Linked DNA regions of Mus musculus: region 2 is linked to region 1. The links are chromatin contacts, called in public Hi-C maps. All regions are on one chromosome and are shown on one strand. Each heading gives the region's core, a stretch centred on a gene start, on an enhancer-like site or on the middle of the called end of the contact. The rest is flanking DNA. Distances are from core to core; before and after follow the strand shown.

What was found. Hi-C and Micro-C count contacts between places; a contact is called where the count stands out from the background.
Region 2: a Hi-C map of cerebral cortex shows a contact between it and region 1, with 4 times the contacts expected there. The contact joins two enhancer-like sites. A contact is called at or near these places in 18 of 484 Hi-C or Micro-C datasets (the AML12 cell line, the C2C12 cell line, the N1E-115 cell line and 14 more) and 2 of 115 datasets of contacts at active chromatin or transcription factors (astrocytes and embryonic stem cells).

The regions. Positions count from the first base shown.
Region 1 is chr4:80,862,509-80,868,072 of GRCm38.p6, forward strand. No RefSeq gene overlaps it. Among named protein-coding and RNA genes, the nearest start is that of Tyrp1, 31 kb to the left of the region's middle. Within about 2 kb of position 2,318, at least 95 of the 459 cell types and tissues checked have an H3K27ac peak or open chromatin away from gene starts, as enhancers often do. A contact at or near this core is called in cerebellar granule neurons and cerebral cortex, where this site is marked.
Region 2 is chr4:81,560,623-81,566,186 of GRCm38.p6, forward strand. No RefSeq gene overlaps it. Among named protein-coding and RNA genes, the nearest start is that of Mpdz, 120 kb to the left of the region's middle. Within about 2 kb of position 3,094, at least 31 of the 459 cell types and tissues checked have an H3K27ac peak or open chromatin away from gene starts, as enhancers often do. A contact at or near this core is called in cerebellar granule neurons and cerebral cortex, where this site is marked.

The DNA of each region.
Region 1 (5,564 bases), core at 1,068-3,567:
GGAGATCTATGTGAGTTCCAGGCCAGCCAGGCCTGATGTCATGAGATCCTATAAAAGAAAAACTAAGGATGAGTCTAAACATGCTGTATTAATCCAAAGACAAATCAGCCTCACAAGACGAAAATGCTTGTCCCTGTCAGGGAGGACTGGATGGGGCAAAGTCGACAGGCAACTCACAGAGCTCCATCAGTCTTGACCAAGAGAAAAAATTTAATATAAGAAATGGCAATGAAGTATGGTATATCTCACAATGTGCAACATAGGACAGAAGTTTATTCTCAATTTCCCTTTTGTTGTATACACACACACATACACACACAATTGTTAGGTTTGTAATATGAGGAAGAAAAGAAGGGACACTGAATAAAACTTACTGTGCCTTCTGAGAGAAATCAGAACAGTTTTTGTTTCAATTAAATAAATTGTGTTTGGAGGTATATTCTGGACCCCTTTTGTTATTTAGATTTCAAGCCAGAAGCTTATGATACGTCATCAAATGTACTACCATGCTGTTGTTTCTTTCTTACCCTCAGATTTGGCCCGATTTTGTCAATAAATCTGCTGAAAATTGAATAGAAATCTCCCACAAGATGGCCCCTTTGAGCACATTTCACAATTTTGATTATGGGCAACAAGCGACTCTGGCTGAAATGAACAACGTTCGCAGCTGCCGCTCTTTTTCTGGCTTAAAAATGCTCACGTGATCATTGAAAACAGAAGAAACAGCTTCTATGTTGATGGAAGAGACATTTGTAATTAATAATCCCCCCATACTGCTAACATTCCCAGCTAAACAATAATAGCAAGCATGTGTCCCCGTTTCTTGTATAATTACGCTCCTTCATCATGGTCATCAGGCTCTTCCGGGCGCACAATGAAAGGTGGGTGCTACAGCATCCAAGTACATCCACAGACAATAGATGAGCCTGACCGACTAAAGACACTGATGGTTGTGACCAAGCTGAAAGGGCTAGGCGGGCGTGGGAATCAGACCCACTTGGCCTATGCTAAGCATACAGATATTGAAAGGAATGGTTAATTTGGTAGACAAATATCTAAAGCTTTCAAAGAAAAACTGACCTATGATCCATGTTTAGCTTTCTTAAGAAAATTCCAGTGTGTGGAACGTTTGCAAGAATATAATGCACCCTCAAAAATGTTATAGGTAGGTTTAACTGGTACTACATTTTGCACATATGTTTTCGCTATTACTATTCGTGTGTGTGTGTGTGTGTGTGTGTGTGTGTGTGTGTGTGTGTGGTGTGTTTCCTGAGCAAGAATAGAAGTAAGTAGATGATATTTGGGCCCTTTATTCCTGTTTCAGTTGTGTCACCCCTGTGAATGTTTTTTCAGGAAAGTTCTCTTACTATACATAATGAAATGGAAAGGAAATTTGACAGAAATAGAACACTCCTTTCTAATGTGTAGTTCAAAACTTTCCCAGTTCTAGTAGTGACCTTTAGAATGTTTTTTATAAACAAACAAACAAGCAGCTTTTAAGAAGAAAAATAAAATCATGTAGAAATGCCAACATCTTAGTCCTAACTGTCTCAGACTCCCTCACCACATCGATCAGGCTGGCCTGGAACTCCGCCCGCCTTTGCTCCCTGAGTGCCAAAGTTAAAGGCGTGCCCCACTGGCTTGCCGGTCCTCTAGTAGTTCATAACTTCTCTAAGCGACCGTTTTCTTATATTTAAAATAAGGACAGCTCTACAAAACAAAAATAAATTTGTAAACACTCAAAGTAAGAATGTATGTTGTGTATCTGTAGTGATGGTGTATGGGCTTTAATGTAAAAGAACTTAATAAACTTCAAGAGGTTCTACGAAGTTCAGTGATAACTACATTTTTTAAACAATCATCTGTAAATATATATATATATATATATATATATATATATATATATATATATATATATATATGTATGCTGCAAAGTTTGATCTCTAGGTTTGCCATAGCTTGTAGCACGCTGATTTCCAACTGAATGCTCTCCTCCCAGTGCCATCGAGGGCATGTCACAGCTAATTATCTGTCATCACGCCCTGTTGCATAGGCGGTACCTTGCCTGCTGCTGCTGGGACCTCTCGCTGTCTGTTGATTCATTTGCATTACCTCCTGAGAGCCTCTGCTGTGTGTGGAGCACACAAAGCAGAGCCCAGGGGCTAACTGGCAGGCCCGTCAGAACCGCGGAACGCTTCTCAGTCCCCTCCTCATTACTTAGTGAGTAATGTGGGGATGTTCTCTGCTTCACGCGCTCTGGCAAAGTAAACGGTCATCTGCTGCTTCAGCTGCTTCCCAGCGTCTGGGGTGCAGCACTACAACGCAGGAGGAACTGCGCTTGCACTTATGCAAATCATGATGGAGCGCCTGGGTTTGGCAGCATTCCTTCCAGAAGCCTCCTTTGCGCGCTGCACCGGCTGCCTGTTTGGTGCTTCCAGGGTTTTGAGAGGCAACCTCAGAATAGATCTTGCCCAGCTCAATGTATTTCTATGTTCCTGGACTAAGGAAAACATTCAGCTCTTCCCTACGTCCATACTGAAACCACAATGTTTCAATTTCATCTCTAAAATACACGTTTGAGACCGAGTCGGCTTATGCATATCTGTCTTTTTAAATTAAGGAGATGTACTTCCTTAACTGATACTCCGGGTTAGATTTAAAATATATGAAAGCATTCTAACAGATCATCTACACATAGCACACGTACCAAATTGTTGGAGTGTATGTGTATGTGAATTTATATGACGTATATGTATATGTATACGTATGTGTGTATGTGTGTATATATATACATGTTATGATATGTATGTGTATATGTATATATAAGTATGATATATGTATATATGTGTGTGTGCACGTGTGTATGTATATATTAACATTTTGTCCTAATAATTTTATTATCACTATACATAGTTTTAAAGCAGTAAAGTGAATTTTATTCAGGTATTTCTTTTTTTCTCCAATTTTTTATTAGGTATTTTCTTCACTTACATTTCAAATGCTATCTCAAAAGTCCCCTATACCCTCCCCTCACCCTGCTCCCCTACCCACCCACTCACACTTCTTGGCCCTGGTGTTCCCCTGTACTGGGGTATATAAAGTTTGCAAGACCAAGGGGCCTCTTTGGAGCTGAGACGAAAGGATGGACCATCCAGAGACTGCCACACCTGGGGATCCATCCCATAATCAACCACCAAACGCAGACACTATTGCATACACCAGCAAGATTTTGCTGAAGGGACCCTGATATAGCTATCTCTTGTGAGGCTATGCCAGTGCCTGGCAAACACAGAAGTGGATGCTCACAGTCAGGTATTAGATGGAACACAGGGCCCCCAATGGAAGAGCTAGAGAAAGCACCCAAGGAGCTGAAGGGGTCTGCAATTCTATAGGAAGGACAACAATATGAACTATTCAGGTATTTCTTTAGCACCTTTCAGCTACTTTAATCCCAGCAAAGACAGGTCGGAAAGTGACAAAGATTCACTTCATCTTTGTACGAAATCTTAGTTCACTAACGGGTGGGAATTTTTGGTTTTCTTTCTTTTTTCTCTGCATTAGTCTATGCTTTTTAGGACAGAGTATTTCTGTAAAAAAAATAAATAAATTCATAGTCAGCTTAGAGAACAAGAGAATGGCAAAGATGCATGGCAAAAATTAATAATAAAATTGAAAACTGAGCCAGGAAACTTGTAAAGTCGTTGGAAAAGCTCTGTGCTTAGGGCCGCTTTCCTCTAGATGTCAGTGTAGTCCTAGACTTTACAGCCCCTAGCTGTACTGAACCGAAGGGCACAGGAAAATGTTTATTGCAGGCCCGTGCTATGTATGTAATTGAATGGTTTTTCTTTTGACAACTGAACCAGATTTGCAACTATGGATGTTCGTGTGAAGATGACATAATAGATTTTGTTCTAGAAGAACAAAACATGGCTAACACATCTTACACACACTGTTTTCTGCAACGTTGTAGGCATTTCCCAACCCTGGCATTCACTGTGGCATGCATAACTGAAGGATGTCATATGCTGAGATGTTAGTATTTTAAAAGCTCAATAAGTTCCATTATCTTAGATGGTTATTGATATAATTGATGATGACTGAACTCAATTTAATCTGCCCATTAGCATGGAGTCTTGCATTACACTTTTATCACCAAAAGGCTAGCAACACCAAATATTAGAAGAAAGAAAGTTATGAATCTGTGGAGTACGTATTGCAATTTATCACAACATGTGCAGCTAAACACGGAAATTCACAGTTCCCCAGCCATAAAGACACCATTATCATCTTCTCTAGAGATGAAACTTGATCACAGGGTTGGTATAGACAACTTCCTATACAGATGGCAAAAATACTAAAGAACTAAACTAGATGGTGGTGAAGATAAATAAATGTATATATATTCATTTCTCTGCTTGAATTAGTGACAAATTCTTATTCTGTCTTGGGCCTCTGGACTTCTCAACATGTGCCATGACCCAATCAATAGTTCAGCTGGTCATGTTACAAGATTGAAATTCTCCAAATGATAGATGGTAACAATTCACAAATGAGGGTTTATTTCACAGTTTAAAACAAAAAACAAATGAAGTCTAATAAGCCTTGCTCTCAGCAGACAGGTAGGCAAATGTCTGAGGTTGAGGCCATCTGAGTATACATAGCAAGTTCCAAGCCACTCAGAGCTACAGAGTGAGACCCTGTCTAAAATGTATCACCAAAACAAAATGTATCTTTAAGTAAAGATTTCAAAAATCACATTTTAATAGTTATCTCCAGTGACATTGATGATTCCCTATGTTTAAAATATTGTAAGGAATATTCTTTTTTGTCAACTTTACTACATCTGGAATTAACTAAAATTCTAAAGGCTGGATACACCTGTCAGGAAATTTTTTGTAGTTAAATCATTTGAAGTGAGAGGACCCATTCTTTTTTCGGGAGGCGGGGGGTAAGGGGGAAGAAAGGGTTCCAGATAGGGTTTTTCTGTGTAGCCCTGGCTGTCCTGGAACTCACTCTGTAGACCAGGCTGGGAGAGGATCCATACTTAATCTGAATTTTTGGGGTAAGAAGATACATTTTTAATCTGCTCCACATCTTCTGGTTGACAGCCTATATAAAGGACATGAGAGAAGGGAGCATGGAACATGGAACATGACCAGTTGAACTATTGATCCGGTACTGACTGACTCTTCAGGATTCCATCATGTACTGAAGATGAGCAGAGACATCCAGCCCCATGGGCTGAACTGGATTCTTGGCCTTTCTCTTGATAGACAGCCATCGTTGGATCTAGCCTAGCTGGACCACAGCCTGCAAACCACTGTAATAAATCCTGTATATAAATGTAAATCTCTCAATTTCCAAGTCGGCTTTGCTGAGCAGAGTTCAGCATTTGCTCAGGACTTCTCTTCCCATCAAGGATAGGGAAAACTCCTCTTTGCCCTTCCTGGCTTCTGAATCTCATTGCTTTCCGTCCTTGGCTTGTGTGCCTTCCTCCACCTCTAAACCCCGAGGTCTGCATCTCTGCGTCTCACATTTGCTTCTGTCCCAAGGCTTTCCTTGTG
Region 2 (5,564 bases), core at 1,844-4,343, 700 kb after region 1:
GAGAAGGAAGGAAAGACACAAGAAAGGAAGAAGGAAGGAGGAAACAAAGTCAAGGATAGAAGGAGTATGAAAGGAAAAATTTGGAAGGAGAAAGGAAGAAGAAATGAAGGATAAAAGGAGAAAGAAACTAGGTTGTAAAAGAGTGGGGAGGAGGAAAGCAAACAAAAAGAAGGAAGAGATGAAGATCAAAAGGAAGGGAAAGATGGAGAAAGGAAAGAGGTAAGACGAAAAGCAGGAGGAAGGCAAAGAGAGATCCAGGAAGTAACAAAAAGGAAGGAAAAAAAGAACCAAAAAGGAAGTAAAAAGGAAGGAAAGAAGAAAGGAAAAGAAAAGGAAAAAGAGAAGGAGAAAAGGAAAAGAGACTTGAGAAAGGATGGCAGGAAAGAGTAAGGACGAAGGATGGGAGAAGAGAAAGGAAAGGAAGGAATAAGGAAGTAAAAGATGGAGGACAAGTAAAGAAGGCAAAGGGGGAAGAGAGGAAAAGAAGATAAAAAGAAGGGAGAGGAGGGAAGCTGCAGGGAGGGAGGGAAGGAGGGAGGGAATGGTGGGAGGGAAGGGCTGACAGAAGGAAAAGGGAGGAGGGTGGCAGACAGGCTTCAGAACTGTTAGCAAGGCATGCCAAAGTGATGTTCTGGAAACTGCAAGAATAGGTCCTAGGGTGGAAAGCCAGGGAGGTGGTGGGAGCTGTGTGAGGCATTGAGGGATTGATAGTGATCATACGGGTGAAAGGGCAATGCCCACATCAAGGCAATGCACAGTAGTGTTTCCTGTCCTTCAGGACTCCGAGGCTCTTTAATGAGTGGAATTGTGAACACAGCTCACTTTTTTCTCCACATCTGTGTTCTACACATCTAGTGTCTTGTATTATGGCATTAAAATATTTCCCAAGCCTTACTGCCCCTTGAAGCCAGTGTCATATTTTAAAGGGGTGAGTGCTTGAATAAATATACACACAGAGGGGAAAGCCCATCTGAGGAGGCAGGTCCAGCCTCCACCCCCACAAATATGCTCAGCGTCTCAATACACAGAGGCTCCCTTCCCAGAATAAATCATTTCCAGGCCCAGGGCTGCATAGAAGTCCCAGTCGGAGAGCACAATTCACAGTGGCTGTCATCACATCCAGAGCATTTCGCAGCTGAAGAGGCTGTTTTAATTATAAGACAGAGCAGTGCTTAGGAAAACCCAGGGAAATGGATGCCATCCGGTAGCAAACATTTTAATAAGAGCTTGTTGGTTTTGAGGCCTTCGTTCTTTGGTTTTTTGATCCTAAGAGGGTCTGACCTTGCTGGAGACATCTGGGAAGAAAACAAGCTCTGAGCAATCTCTGCAGGACTTCTGGACTGCTTTGATATTGGGCTTTTATAATAATGAATGTCTTTCTTTAAGTACCTAATCTTCTACTGGGTTTCCATCTGTATAGTCAACAGATGATATTAGGCCCTTCTTTCTGCCAGGTAGTGGAATATAGACGTGAACAGAATAGTCACCCAGCCTGGATGTGGGTTGTCTTGGTGGAAAGCAACCCATCTTGGGAAACCTTAAATCTGAGCTAGCTACCACAATGGGGGCCTCTCTTTATGTGGAAGAACATGTAAAATGGGTATGGCCTGCTGAGCAACATCAGAGATGGTTTCCACAAGGAAGCGCTGCCTGAGAAAAGGCAAAATGAAGGGAGATGACCTTGAAGGCAAGACTGAAAGACAGGCTTCTAAGGGGTCTATCTGGCAGGAGAAAGCAGAGAGAGAGAGAGAGAGAGAGAGAGAGAGAGAGAGAGAGAGAGAGAGAGAGAGAGAGAGAGAGAGACAGAGAGAGAGACAGAGAGAGAGAGACAGAGAGAGACAGAGAGACAGAGAGAGAGAGACAGAGACAGAAAGACAGAGACAGAGACAGAGACAGAGAGACAGAGAGAGGGAGGGAGGGAGGGAGAGAGGGAGAAAGGGAAAGAGAAGCTCCTGCGGAAGGGGTTCATTCACCAAGACCTGTGGCCACATAGTCTTAACTTAGCAGTGTGAACTAGACAATGCCCTCCCTTTGTAGGGTAGCGCCACAAAGCTAAAAGAGTTTAACTGATTCAAAGCCATGAGCAGGCAGAGATGTCTCCCAGACAAGGCTAGAAGGAAATTTACCCACTTCTGAATCTGAGATTTGAGCTGCTGCCCTCCCTGCACATTTTGTCCAGAGGCAGTTGCCTTTAGAAACCCACGGAAGGACAGTGTCACGCCACACACAGGTTCAGTAGTACATTGGTTCATTCACCTGAGACGTTTTTCTTGTTCATTATGTATGCAGAAATAGTAAGGGTTGTTTCTTATGTACCAGACATCCTATTAGAGTATATTGTAAACTTTATCTCATGAGAATCTCAGTAAACCCCATAGATTAAGTAGAATGCTGTTACCATCCTCTTTCCATGAAAGAAGTAATCCGAGATTAACAAGTTTGAGTGTCCTACCTTAGGTCACACAGTTTAGAAACAGCAGAGAAGACCCTTGAATGGGGTGGGGGAAGAACCTGCCGTAGGAAAAAAGATTCTCTGAAGCTTTGACACAGTTAGGAATGCTTTAGGAAACCACTGTGGTTTCCTAAATTACAACAGAAAGTTTAATACGAAGGGTGGCGATTTAACAGAAATGTTTCTTTCTGGATGATAAAGGTAGCATCTCTCTCTCTCTCTCTCTCTCTCTCTCTCTCTCTCTCTCTCTCTCTCTCTCTGTCTGTGTGTGTATGTATGTATGTATGTATGTATGTATGTATGTATATGCACACACGTGTGCGCGTGCCAGAGTGAGAGAATACAGTTATAAAGGCGAGGAGTTGATGGGAGGAGGTGAGAGTTGAAGAACGCTTCTAATTTAGCAGCCTACAATTTACTAGAAATTTATGGCAACCCTCCCACCACAGACTGGTGGAGGTGAGGGAGGGTCGTCGGGGAAAGCCTGTGCAGTGGAGCCAGAGCATCCACGCAGCAAGCTCAGGCCACTCTGCTCCTTCCTCTGTCAGTAGGAAACGCTTGCTTTGCCTTCTGGTGCCTTCACACCAACATTCCTGACTCTCTCACACCCGCCTCTCGTGTAAAGCTTGTCAGGTCTCACTTGGTGAAGTGAGTGAGACTGGAGAACATCAGAATGTGCTGTTCAGGAGTTCTGCTTCAGAGCAGGGAGCCAGGCTGCATAAAAATGTGGCCAACGCTGCAGTGCGTGGGGGGATTTAAGGCAGCGGCAGCACTCACGGAGTGAGACCAATGAGATTCATTGCAGGTGTAGACCGTGGCAGTCTCCACGAAGTCTGGAGCAAGGGCTTTGGCAGGAACATATTTTTTATTTTATTTTTCAGTTCTTTGATTGCCTTAATTAAAATACCCATTGCAGCAAATGTTAGCACTTAGTAAAAGAACCCAGTGTATCTTTGCCTCAAAGTTGTGTGAGAATTAGAAATGATCTATGGTTCCTAAAAGAAATAACCATAAAGAAAGAGCTTGGATTTTTTTTTTTTTTTTTAACACAGCAAGAAGCATGGAAGTATAATGTAAGAATCTGAAACTTCCATTAAGACTTCTCAGTTTTCGGAATCCAAGTTTCATATTTGTGCCTGGTGGTAGTAAATGCGAATGTTAACCCAACCCTAATTGTTTTTTAGCTTTTGCCCTGACTGTAATAAAGGCTCCCAGGCTAGGAAATGGTTCACAATTTGTTAGTGGAACAGGAAATTTTTATTGGTAGTGGAGCATCCACATGACTGCTGATTTCTATTTATAAAATTCTTCGCATTTTTCCTTCAGGTTTACCAAGGGATTTGGTATTTTCTAAGACATTTAATTTGGTGTCTGGGTGCTTCGCTAAGTAAATAAACAGAAATTTTCTTTCTGTTGCTAGACAAAAAAAAAAAAAAAGTTTTCTTTTAGAAGTCAGTAGAGGGCGCTGTTGGCATTTGATTTGGCTTTCTAATACCGTAGATGTTCCCTTCTTAATTAATTCAATGTTTGAAATCAAACCTCCGTTTAAATGTAATGATATTAATATGTGAGAATAGATGTGTAAACGTGGAGATTTTCCATTCCCATTAAACCCACAGAACCAAAGGTCTCTAGTTCTCCTCTGAGCCCCTTTGAGAGTACTTATGTATAGAAATGTTGGCTGCTATACATTAAAGCTGCACACAGTTGAGTTCATGCATCCAGGCAATGATTCAACATTTTGGAGACTGATTGCAAGTCGGGGAAGAAGGCAGCTTCCTGTGGTTTTCAAGAAAAAGGGGGAGAAAAGAAGGCAAAAGAGACATTAGCCTTAGAGCCCTACTTTTTAAGTTTTTCAAAAGAAACATTCTATTTGCTAGGTTTAAGGTAAAATTTATTATAGTTAATCCAGGAGTAAATATGTTTTGCAGTTAAGATTCTAGGTACATTTGACACTATTTTTATCCTTAATTTTTAAAAAGTTATTCTATTCCTTCTATTCCAGTTTGAGTTCCTTGGCCACAGGCTATAAAGATTACCACAGTCCCAGTATTTGAAGGATATTTCTACTTTTGGTTCATAGACTTTCATTAAAATAGACTACAAAATAACAATCTCTAAGAACCCCACTCAAGTTTTGTATTTATTTGGCTGATACCTCTATGATGTGTGTGCACTAGCTGTAAGTAGGAAACCGTGGATCTGTGGGGAACCAATGAAGAGAGGATGGAGACTTTATTTTCAAAGGGCCTCCAAGAATAAATACACAGCCAAGCAGCCCAGGTGAGCAAAATGAATGCTGGCTTCTGATCCATCTAGAGTTTTCTCTGTAAAGTGAAGATGAACGTAAAGTGCGCAGCGTTTAAATCAGTGACATTAAAGACTTACCACTTTACCAATCCTAAAATAGAAAATGACTCTCGGGGACAGTGAAGGAGGCAGCCTTCTGTTTGTGGTATTGTAGCAACGGCTTCTGAGGCACCCCTCACACACATACCGCTGTTGCCCAGGGTGGAAGGCTCCTTCCCTGGGTTGCACAAAACAGGGCATGCAGTTGATCGTGTTTCTGAGTATACAAAGAAGTGCTACTTTCTGGGGACAGTAAAACACATTGCATTTTGCAAACAAAACATCAAGCCAAAGGCATGTCACTGTTCACAAAACACATGGAACTTGTTGGAAGGCAAAGGGAAAGAGATCGTTGGCGTTTTAGTGGAAAGGTAGAAAAGAACTATGATATCATCAGGCAGCATCGGGTTCTCTCCGATCGTTTACACTCTTTAGTGTGTCAGGGTTGGTCTGTGCTTGTGTTGATTTCCGGCCTTCCAATCGAGATTAGTTTTACTTTTCATTCTCATAGGAAAAGCGTGACTCTGTCGTTCAGGTAGAATCGAAAAACAAATAGAAATGCTTTGTGGTTCTTAAATGATCTAGATAGCTGGGCAAAAAGGCCCAGTACTATTGCAAGTATAATTTTAGGTGAAAATTTTGTTCCATGTGAAGCATTAATTTTAATAGAGACTTATATATAAATGCTCATTTGAATAATAATGTAAAATTAAATTTAAATTGTAAATACCGTCCAGTACTAGCTGTTTTCTGGCTCGAATTC